Regions from separate parts of the Mus musculus genome. Here regions 1 and 3 are each linked to region 2. Evidence: chromatin contacts called from public ChIA-PET and promoter capture Hi-C data. All regions are on one chromosome and are shown on one strand. The core of a region is the stretch at or near the end of the contact, and the rest is flanking DNA. Distances in the headings are between cores, read along the strand shown.

Region 1 (3,126 bases), core at 154-2,653, 120 kb before region 2:
AGTTTATCAGCTGTGTGTGCCCTCCAACGTTTACCCGGTGTGTTGCAATCATGTTTTGTGTCACGTTTGCACAATAGTGTGGGGGCCCCTCCGTTGTCTCCATCAATCCCAATTTGGTATTGCTCTGCCCCCGCCACCATCTGTGAACATAAGTCCTAAGGGTTTGTTTTGTTTCTAACGTCAAACGGTCCAGGGCATCTGCTTTGTGGAGGCTTCAAAGCTGCCTCCAGGTCAGCTGATACTGATTGAGATCAGGGCTCTCTGGAGTCGAAGGCTCAACCTGGAATGGCTAGTTGGTACTGAGAATGCCTGTCAGATCTTCTCAAATCTGTCCCCAGGCTTCTAAAAAGCCCAAAAGAAAAGAAAAAGTGACTCTCTAAGGATGCCTGAACCAAAGATCCCAAAGTGAGAGTTCAAAGCCAGCCTCCAGCTTCCTGGTGAACCGGTTTCAAAACAACAGCAAAACAAACCCACACCCAGCCCCCTTGAGCTTTCTTTTGAGAAAGATCTCTGGATTCCCTGAGTCCTATCTCCTCAGCCCCCTCCTCCCACACTCTCCTTACAAACACCCCTCACCCCAAGTGAGGTCATCCATCCTAGTAGCAGGCCTTTTGACTTTGTGGCTGACCTAAGCAGTCTTTCCTGGGGTTTTCCCCTCCATTAAGGTGTAGGTAACTCTGCATACCCAGTCATTGTGTGGCCTGAAGAAGGGGTTTAAGAATATGGCCAGAAGTCCAGTCAGGGCAGGGACTGTCTGAGAGGTCAGCTAGGTGACAGGCCACCACTGACAGTTGGAGCAGCCCCCTCACCAGCGTTCCATCCTTTATGTGTCTAGTTTGACTCACTGGGGAACTCCGTGGATCACCTGCTCACAAAGAAGGCAGAGCCTTCCTTCCCACCTTCAGCTTTCTTTTTTGCTTTGTTTTGTTTGAGACGGGGAGGGGATTCTCTGTGTAGCCCTGGCTGTATTAGAGCTCACTCTGTAGACCAGGTTGGCCTCGAACTCAGAGACATCTACTTGCTTCTGCCTCCCCAGTGCAAGATTAAAGGTGTAAGCTGCCACTGTTGGTCAGAGACCAAATTCAGATCCTGCCCTTCTGAATGAGGCCTTGGGCAAATTGCTTCCGCTCTCTGAAGGATGCCTAGCACGGGAGGGCTGTTTAAGATGACCGTTGGCCCTACTGATGTAGGAGGTTGATGGGAGTGACGGCATCCCATACACATCCGTATACAGGGATCCTCCGCGGAAGGTGAGCTTCCATGGGAAGACTGCCCAAAGGAACGGAACGTCCCCTTCCTTCCCAGCAGAGGGCGCCATTCTCCCAAACCACAGCTGGGGCTGGCCTTTGCAGCCTGGCTTGGCAGGGTGGGGCCACAGGAAGGGAGGGCACATGCCACAGGGCCACTGGCTGTGGCATACCTTACATGGAAGTCTGCCTGCGAAGACAGCTCCGCCTGCACAGAACACATGCTCGGTAAATACTTGTTGAGTCAGTGGATGAAAAAGCTCTCTTGATGATGGGGATGGTGTCTGAACGGACGCTGCTTGATGAGCCACGACCCTTACCAAAGAGCTGCTTATGGTCTGGTCTCTCAACGAGCTTTTTATGTCTTCCTTTTAAAAAGGAATTGAGAGCCAGAGCGACGGCTCAGTGGTTAAGAGCACGTATTGCTCTTGCAAGAGGCCCCAAATTCAATTCCCAGCATGGTGACTCACAAGCATAACTCCAGTTCCAAGGGATTCAAAGCTCTCTTCTGACTTACATGGGCACCCGGTGTGCACACAGTGCACAAACATACATGCTGGCAAAACATCTGTACACGTACAATAATAAAATGAGTAAGTTTAGAACAAAGTCAAGAAAAGGAAATGGAGAGAGTTAGGAGAAGTGCTGGGCTGGGTGTGGTGGCACACCAGGGTGCGTACCTGTAATCTCAGCATTTAAGAGGAAGGCTGAAAGGAATTGAGAGTTCCAGATCAGCCTGATCTACACAGGTAGATACCTGGAGAGACAGAGTGACAAGGATGGGCCTTTATGTTTTCTTTGAGGACACCTGAGGTGTCCCAGGCTGTTCCAATCTGAACTCTCTATGTAGCTTCACCCGCTGTTCTCCTGTTTCTGCCTCCCAAATGCTAACCTAACAGGAATATACCACCACGCCTAGTTTATGAAGTGTGTAATTGAACGTAATCCTTCATGAGTGGCAAGCAAGCATTCTACCAACCGAGGTATCTCCGTCCGAAGACCTCTTTTTATCCTGAGATTCAAACCTCTGCCAGACACGACAGTAAATGCACTTAATGCTGACATCCAGGGGGCAGAGACAGGCAGAACTCTCTGAGTTCTAGACCAGCCTGGGCTACATAGCCAGTTCCAGGACAGCCAGAACTACATAGAGAGACTCTGTCTCAAAAAAACCCAACCAACCAGCCAAACAAGCAAACAAACAAAGGTTGGTGGTTACTAAAGAACAGCATCCAACTGAGGTGCCTCCTGGACTACACTCCAAGGTAGAACACTTGACCAATATCACAAGGTCACACCTTACCCTGCCAGAAGTTACAGCTGGAGCCAAAGTGCAGGCACACGGGACAAAAATATCCTTCAGATGTTATTCAGGTCCTGCATGAAGGCAGGGCTGCCCACGTGACCGTGGTTCTCTATTTCTTTTTTTTTTTTTTTTCTTTTTTGGTTTTTTGAGACAGGGTTTCTCTGTGTAGCCCTGGCTGTCCTGGAATTCACTCTGTAGACCAGGCTGGCCTTGAAGTCAGATATCCACCTGCCTCTGCCTTCCAAGTGCTGGGATTAAAGGCACCATTATTCATATATATATATATATATATATATATATATATATATATTTTTTTTTTTTTTTTGGTTTTTCAAGATATATCTATTTCTTATGTCAGTCCTTCCAGCCTCTTCTGAGGCCCCTTTGCGTGTAGTGGGCATTATTCCAGGGTCTTTATATTCATTTACATAATAACTACTTTTTAAAAAAATTTCATGTATGTGGGTACACTGTCGCTGTCTTCAGATGCACCAGAAGAGGGCATTAGATCCCATTACAGATGGTTTCGAGCCACCATGTGGTTGCTGGGAATTGAACTCAGGACCTCTGCAA
Region 2 (3,335 bases), core at 797-3,296:
AAGATAGAGTAAATGCAGTATTCTCCACATAGAGATATAGACTTCTGAAATTCTAAGATTAGAATTACTAACAAGAAGAAGTGGGGAATGAAGAATAAAAAATTACTGGCCTCTTGTGAGAACATGAACTTTTTACCTCGGAGCCCACCCCCTCCCATCTAGAGGTTGTTCTCGGAACACTCCTAAACTTTTCACCCCAAAACTCCTCACCCTAAAGTTCGAACCCTCCCAACTAAAAACTGTTCCAAGAACATTTTTGAGATAAAGGCCTCCTGGAACAACCTCAAAATGAACCAGGTACTCCTTAGTTACGTAGGTTCCTTGATAGGACATGACTCCTTAGTTACGTAGATTCCTTTGGCAGAACTCCCTAGTGATGTAAACTTGTACTTTCCCTGCCCAGTTCTCCCCCTTTGAGTTTTACTATATAAGCCTGTGAAAAATTTTGGCTGACCGTCGATTCTCCTCTACACCACTAGGTGCCACTAGGTGTATGAGTTTCGACCCCAGAGCTCTGTGCTTTCATGTTGCTGCTTTATTTCGACCCCAGAGCTCTGGTCTGTGTGCTTTCATGTCGCTGCTTTATTAAATCTTGCCTTCTACATTTTATGTATGGTCTCAGTGTCTTCTTGGGTACGCGGCTGTCCCGGGACTTGAGTGGTCTGAGTGAGGGTCTCCCCTCGAGGGTCTTTCACCATCACCCAACAAAACCAAGATATTCCAATGGGGCTGTCTGTAGCTAACACATTCACAGATACAGGATATGTGTGTGTGCGTATTTATCTTTAGATTAAAGAATTATTTATTTTACAGTTATGAGTATTTTGCCTGTACGTGTGTCTGTGCCCCACATGAGTGGCTGGTCATCTTGGAAGCCAGAAGAGGGCATTGGATCCCCTAGAATTGGAGTTATACATGGCTGTGAGCCACCTTGTAGGCGATGGGAATTAAACCTGGGTCCTCTACAAGAACAACACCACGGATCCATCTCTCTATCCCAGTGTGTATTTACTTTTAAATGTCAGAAAAAGGAATCAGTAATACAAAGTTGAATATTTTTTGTTACTGTTACTTTTGGGGAGAAAGTTATGAACTTGTCTTGCCACGTCAGCTTCCCTGAACGCTGGTGTCATTGGTGTGAGCTTCTCTTTCAGGGTCTATGTACATCTGTGAACTTTATTTATTGTGTTTCTTTCAGTACTTGAAAATTTACATACTAAAATGTGTATTATTTTTACGAGAAACTATTTCTGTTCCCTCCCCCACCCCCTGGGTTGAAGTACTGAGGACCAAACTCATGGTTGTGTGCTAGAGTGTTATTACTGGATAACATTTCCAATCCTTCATAGCTTTTAGACGGTCTCACTAAGCTGCCTTCACTGGTTTTGAACACGTGATTCTCTATAGCTGAGATTTAGAAGCATGGGCCACCATGCAAGACTACTTGTGTTTTTTTTCTTTTTGTTTTTGAGTCAGGGTCTCTCAGAGTTCCTGGTTGGCCTTGAGCTTACTATGTATGTAGACCAGGCTGACCTTTGGTTCTAAGTACTAGACTTAAAGATACATGTCACCACATTGGTCTTTTATTTTACCTTTTCAATTATATTTTCTTTCTTTTTTTTTTTTTTTTAAAGATTTTATTTATTTATTATATGTAAGTACACTGTAGCTGTTTTCAGACACACCAGAAGAGGGCGTCAGATCTCGTTACGGATGGTTGTGAGCCACCATGTGGTTGCTGGGATTTGAACTCTGGACCTTTTGAAGAGTAGTCGGGTGCTCTTACCCACTGAGCCATCTCACCAGCCCCCTATATTTTCTTTTAAAAAATATTTTGTAAGTTATGCTTGTGCATGCGTGTGTATGCGCATGAGTTGCTGGACCTGAGTTTGCAGGCTGGTGTCTGATAGGGATGCTGGGAATTGAACTGGGGCGCTCTGGGAGAACACAAGAAACTGTATCTTGTTTTTTTTTTTTTTCCCGGAGAAGGGGCGTTCCAGACAGAGTAGGCCCCGCCCCAGGTCTTGGGCCCCGCCCTCCAGCAGAGGACACGCCTCCGCCACATTCAAAATGGCGGCCGCGCTGGCCCACTTGGGTGTTTGAGCACGTCGCAGGTCGCTCCACTCCAATCATGGCGGCCTCCGGACCGGCGGCGGCTGCGCCGAGTGGCGTTCTGGTGACATGTGGTCTGGAGCAGGTTCTGGAAGCGCTGAAGTTGCTGCTGAGCCCGGGAGGTGAGAGGACGAGTCTCGGCGCGGGGCTGGACCTGAGGCTCGCGGGGTCGCGGGTCACCCAGGCTCGCCCTGGCTGCTACCGCATGTTTCCCGCAGGCCCTCCCGGCATCTCCATCCCCACTCCCGGGAGCGCTTGGGCTCTGTGCAGTCTCACTTAAAACTTAAACTGAAGCTCCAGGAAAGGGCCTGCAGTCCGCTGACCGCTGATGCCGGCCGAGGTCCGTTGGGCGCCTCGCTGAGCAGCGGCTTCGGTCCACTGTTTGCTCCAGCACAGCCCTGACACAGGGACTGGAGACGCCTTCACACAGGTGTAATGTGATGTCCCAACCGCTTGAGGGCTCCGAGCCTGGTGTGCACGCTTGAGATTTGTACAAAATGCCAAGTGACCAGAGATGCCCAGCAGGGACGTTTTTTGGCTGAATTTGAGGAAGATTTTTAAGGGTTTCTGTTTTGGTATCAGAGGTGCACAGTCACCTTTAATCACTTGTTGAGTTAACTTCCCAGTTTAGTATTTGAAGAGACCTTGGGAATAGTGAGACCTTGCATTCTCACTGTTGAGTCCCAATTTGTGGTGGTTTGAACTGCCTCTGCCTCCCCAGTGCTGGGATTAAAGGCAAGCATGACCATTCACACCTCCTGCCCCTTTCTTTCTTTAGACAGGGTATCACTGTATAGTTAAGGTTTGTCCTGGAACTCACACCTCAAATCAGGTGGTTATATTAGAGGGATGTCCATGGACCTAGAACTCAGTTCTGCCTGATCTCCTTGTCAGACTAAGGCAGATTATTCAGAATAGAACTTCTGATGGCATCTGGAAACGTAGAAGGGTGTAAGAAAATAGGATCCTAATTATAAGCACAGCATGTCTGGGTGCGTGTAGAATTATCAAGGTAAAGGCAACGTGTGTGATTACAAGGTGAACACTCTCGGTCTTAAATGTCGACCCCCAAACTACAGCTGCAAACATTACAGAGTACTTAGTGGGACGTGAAAAGCAATTAGTAGTAGATGATTGCCTACTAAGCGCCAGTCCCTATAGTCCATTTACTTGTAGATCATTTAGTCCTCACAGCAGTCTCCTAAGTATTAATAGGCATTAAT
Region 3 (3,531 bases), core at 986-3,485, 96 kb before region 2:
AAAGGTGTGTGTGTGTGTGTGTGTGTGTGTGTGTGTGTGTGTTGTGTTTGCCATGTGAGAGCAGGCACCTGTTGAGGCCAGAAGAGGATGTCTGATCCCTTAGATCTGGAGTCTCAGATGGTTTGAGCTGACTCGTGTAGGTGCTGGGAACTGAACTTTTGCTCTTAGTATGTGCAGGCGGCACTCTTAGTCACTGAGCCATCTCAACAGTCGCTCGCCCTGGATTCTAAGTCCCTAGTTTCCTTGTCTGTTAGCTCTAGCAGACCAAAGCTCCTCACAGACAGAAACGGCCCTTCCTTGTTAGCTCTGTGCTTCCTGCAGACTGGTGGCTCAGTGAATGTTTACTGACAGACGGACGGGCTGACTGAACAAATGATCTCATTGAACAATACGGGCCTCTTCCCCTTGAGTCTGGACCCTGGAACTTTCCCAGACTGCCTTGGACACCTTGTTCTTTGCCCTTATTTTATGGCTCTGGTTTCTTAACCCTGACAGGAAGTTTCTGCCACCTGCTTTAGTCTGCCTCCAACCGGGCCAGCTCCACCTTGCCTCCTATAAAATGTGGAAAAACTAAATCCCAGCCCTTCTACCAACACAGGCTTAAGTGGCACTCATGTGTACACGCACACTCAAGTGCAGAAGGTCACTCAATGCTTACTGAGTCTGAGATGACTGACTTACGGAGGTTTATATGGGGTTGTCCAAGTTTTAGCATGTAAAGTCCTTTGTCTTGGGAACCCTTCATCTCTGGCAAATGGAGACAGTTGGTCACCCTAGCACTAAGGGTCATTCTATGTAGATAATGTTATTGCCCTTTTTTCTGTTGCTGGTATTTAGCACAGTGCCTGGTCCACTATATCTTACCCCAGTTTGCCTACTACTGGCCATGGATAATCTTACCACCTCTCAGTTTCCCTAAGAGGAAAGAGGAACCGCTGCTTCCCATGCAGACTTCCCTAATACGAGTAGAACAGTTTGCAACCCGGTGCCTGCCTTGGCCTCTCAAGTGCCTGGCTTGCAATTTTTAATCATCATGCATTATTCAGAACATTTATATTTTGTTCTGTAACTGTAACTATTCCTCCAGTGCTTAGTCTGGAGATTGAGCTGAAAATTGAAAATCAATGGACAGGACCCATAAATTTCACTCAGTTGAGAACTAACTCCAAGGCTCCTATGGGAAGAAATGGCAACCAGAATACTATATAGCCTCCAATGCCAAGAAGTCCAAAATTATCTGCTTGGCAGTGCCACCCATAATCCTAGCTACTGGGAAGACTGAAGCAGGAGGATCACCAATTGGGCTATGGAGCAAGGTCAAAGCCGTATTGAAAATTTAATGAGACTCTATTTCAAAATAATAAGAGAACAAAGCTGCCAGGTTGGTGGTGGTGTATGCTTTTAATCCCAGCACTTGGGCGGCTGAGATGGGTGGACCTCTGAGTTCAAGGCCAGCCTGGTCTACAGAGCAAGTTCCAGCACAGCCAGGGCTACACAGAGAGACCCTGTCTCAACTCCCCTGCCCCCCACCCCCAACCAAAAAAAAAAAAAAAAGGCTGGGAGCTCCAGGGGTGATGCTCAGCTGGCAGAGCTCTTCTGAAGCAAGGACAAAGTCTTGCGGTCCATCCCATAGACAGAATATCCAGGGTACTTGTGGTAGCTCCCCAGAATTAGGGAGTTGGGAATAAAAGAATGAGAAGTTCAGGATCATCCCCCGAGTGCCAGATCAGCCTGGAGTATGAGACCTTAACATGGAAACATGATGGTTCTTTGGAAAGTTGGTTGGATAGTTTTGCTGGGGCAAACATTCGAGTTTGAAGGAACATTTCATTAAAGTGGACCCAGGTGTGAAAGGCTAAGGCGGACTGAAGCAGACACAGGAGAGAGGATGTTCTGCTAAAGCAAGCATGTGAAAGGGCACGTGATGAAGGACTTTTCTTTTTTTTTTTTTTTTTTTTTTTTTTGCTAACATGTATTGGTCTGCCTCCCATTGCATGCTTTGAGCTGCATTTGTTGGGACACCAGAGAGAAATGCACCAAAAAGCTTCTGAGGGTGTGCTGCAGTTTGTTGCTGCTTCCAAGGACTTGGGCTGATTGGATGCGCATGCTGAGGCAAGACCCGTCTGAGGCAAGATATGTGGAGGACACGTGATGTTTGAAGGAGTCAAGGGATAGTAACAGAGGCTGCGCTTGGCTTGCTTATAGAGCTAGCTGTGCAACGCTTATGGGTGTGGCGGCTTTGCTGATGTTCGTTTCCCTGAGAGAGGCATAGCTGAGAACTTCTCCTGGCATTCCTCCTAATCCCTCCGGCTGACTGGAGCCCAGGCTGAAGCCTGGCTGGCTCTGCTAGGTCTTGTCACCACTGTTACTAATCCAACTCTACTGAACTGGACTGCTGGTGTATCCATGAAATGCTTGTGAGTGAGTAGAGCTTCGGCTGCCTGGTAACCTGTGACCTGAACTGATTTCCAGAGAACCTTCCTAAACAGGTCTACTCTCCCCTGACCCCTGTATCCTTTCTTTTTCATTACCTCTGGTGGCTGGTGAGCTAAAAGGGAGGTTAAAGCATCATTAAAAATAGGATTTAAAGAATTAAAGTTACAAGACCTTATCTCAAAAAAAAAAAAAAAAAAAACAAACCAACAACAACAACAACAACAACAACAACAAAAAACTAAAGCAAAACCAGAAAGAGCAGGCATGGCCTGTTGTGGTGGCACATGCCAGTAGGATCTGCTGAAAGAGCAGGCATGGTGACACACACTGTTAATCCTAGCACTCTGGAGGCAGAAACAGGAGATCTCTGTGAGCCAGCCTGGTCTACATAGAGAGGCTTTCTCAAAAACAAACAATCTAACTAATAAATAAGTAGATTAATCAACTCAATTAAATGGGCTCAAACTTTCTAGGGTTAGAAGAAAACTGGGAACTTCTTCTAGGCTTGTTTGTTATCTTAGAGGGGAAACAGAGTTACTGAAGGAAAACCATTTTGCTTTCAGATCACACCAGCCAGTTCCCTACAATATGTTCTGGCTAGCTCCTGGGAATTGAAAAAAAAAAAAAAAGTGAGACACAAAGTTTCTTTCCTCCCTTGACGTTTTTTGAGGGAGGGTTTCATTGTGTAGTTCATGCTGGCTTGGAACTCCCTATGTTGGCCAGGCTGGTCTCCAATTTATAATCCTCCTGCCCCAGCCTCCTTAGGGCTGGAATTACAAGTGTGCATTATCATGCTGGCTTCAAAGTTCCTTATAGTAAGGAAAATTTACACACACACACATCCATGTACCCTGTGCGTGTGCGCATGTACACACACACCCACACACCACACATCACTTCTAGATATAGAATAATATATAGTCTAAGAAAACAATGTTTTAATTTAAAAAATAAAAGCAATTTGGGCACGTTAGCAAACATCTGTAATCCTACTATTTAGGAGATCGAGGCAGGAAAATCAGAAGTTCAGGGCTAGCCTCATCTACATGGTGAGTTTTAGACCAGCCTAGGCTACCTGGAATTCTAAATCAAACA

What was found. Promoter capture Hi-C pulls out the DNA fragments that hold promoters and counts their contacts. ChIA-PET counts read pairs in DNA pulled down with a chosen protein or histone mark.
Region 1: an RNA polymerase II ChIA-PET map of memory CD8 T cells shows a contact between it and region 2, with 12 read pairs. The contact joins the enhancer-like site here to the promoter of Tango6 in region 2. A contact is called at or near these places in 6 of 39 promoter capture datasets (3T3-L1-derived adipocytes, embryonic stem cells, stem cell-derived epiblast-like cells and 1 more), 1 of 15 datasets of contacts at CTCF or cohesin (embryonic stem cells), 5 of 484 Hi-C or Micro-C datasets (embryonic stem cells, reprogramming fibroblasts and undifferentiated spermatogonia), 8 of 115 datasets of contacts at active chromatin or transcription factors (T-cell acute lymphoblastic leukemia, a beta-TC-6 cell line, embryonic stem cells and 2 more) and 2 of 9 other capture datasets (embryonic stem cells and macrophages).
Region 3: a promoter capture Hi-C map of macrophages shows a contact between it and region 2, with 5 read pairs. The contact joins the promoter of 1110028F18Rik here to the promoter of Tango6 in region 2. A contact is called at or near these places in 2 of 39 promoter capture datasets (3T3-L1-derived adipocytes and macrophages), 5 of 115 datasets of contacts at active chromatin or transcription factors (a beta-TC-6 cell line, embryonic stem cells and pancreatic cancer cells) and 1 of 9 other capture datasets (macrophages).

Annotation. Positions count from the first base shown.
Region 1 is chr8:106,559,953-106,563,078 of GRCm38.p6, forward strand. No RefSeq gene overlaps it. Among named protein-coding and RNA genes, the nearest start is that of 1110028F18Rik, 26 kb to the right of the region's middle. Within about 2 kb of position 1,404, at least 137 of the 459 cell types and tissues checked have an H3K27ac peak or open chromatin away from gene starts, as enhancers often do. A contact at or near this core is called in memory CD8 T cells and pancreatic cancer cells, where this site is marked.
Region 2 is chr8:106,681,022-106,684,356 of GRCm38.p6, forward strand. It overlaps Tango6 (transport and golgi organization 6), which reads left to right and starts at 2,047. Exons shown (of 18, transcript NM_173037.1): 1 at 2,047-2,234. The coding sequence starts at 2,132.
Region 3 is chr8:106,584,908-106,588,438 of GRCm38.p6, forward strand. 1110028F18Rik (RIKEN cDNA 1110028F18 gene) reads left to right here and starts at 2,236. Exons shown (of 3, transcript NR_045470.1): 1 at 2,236-2,510.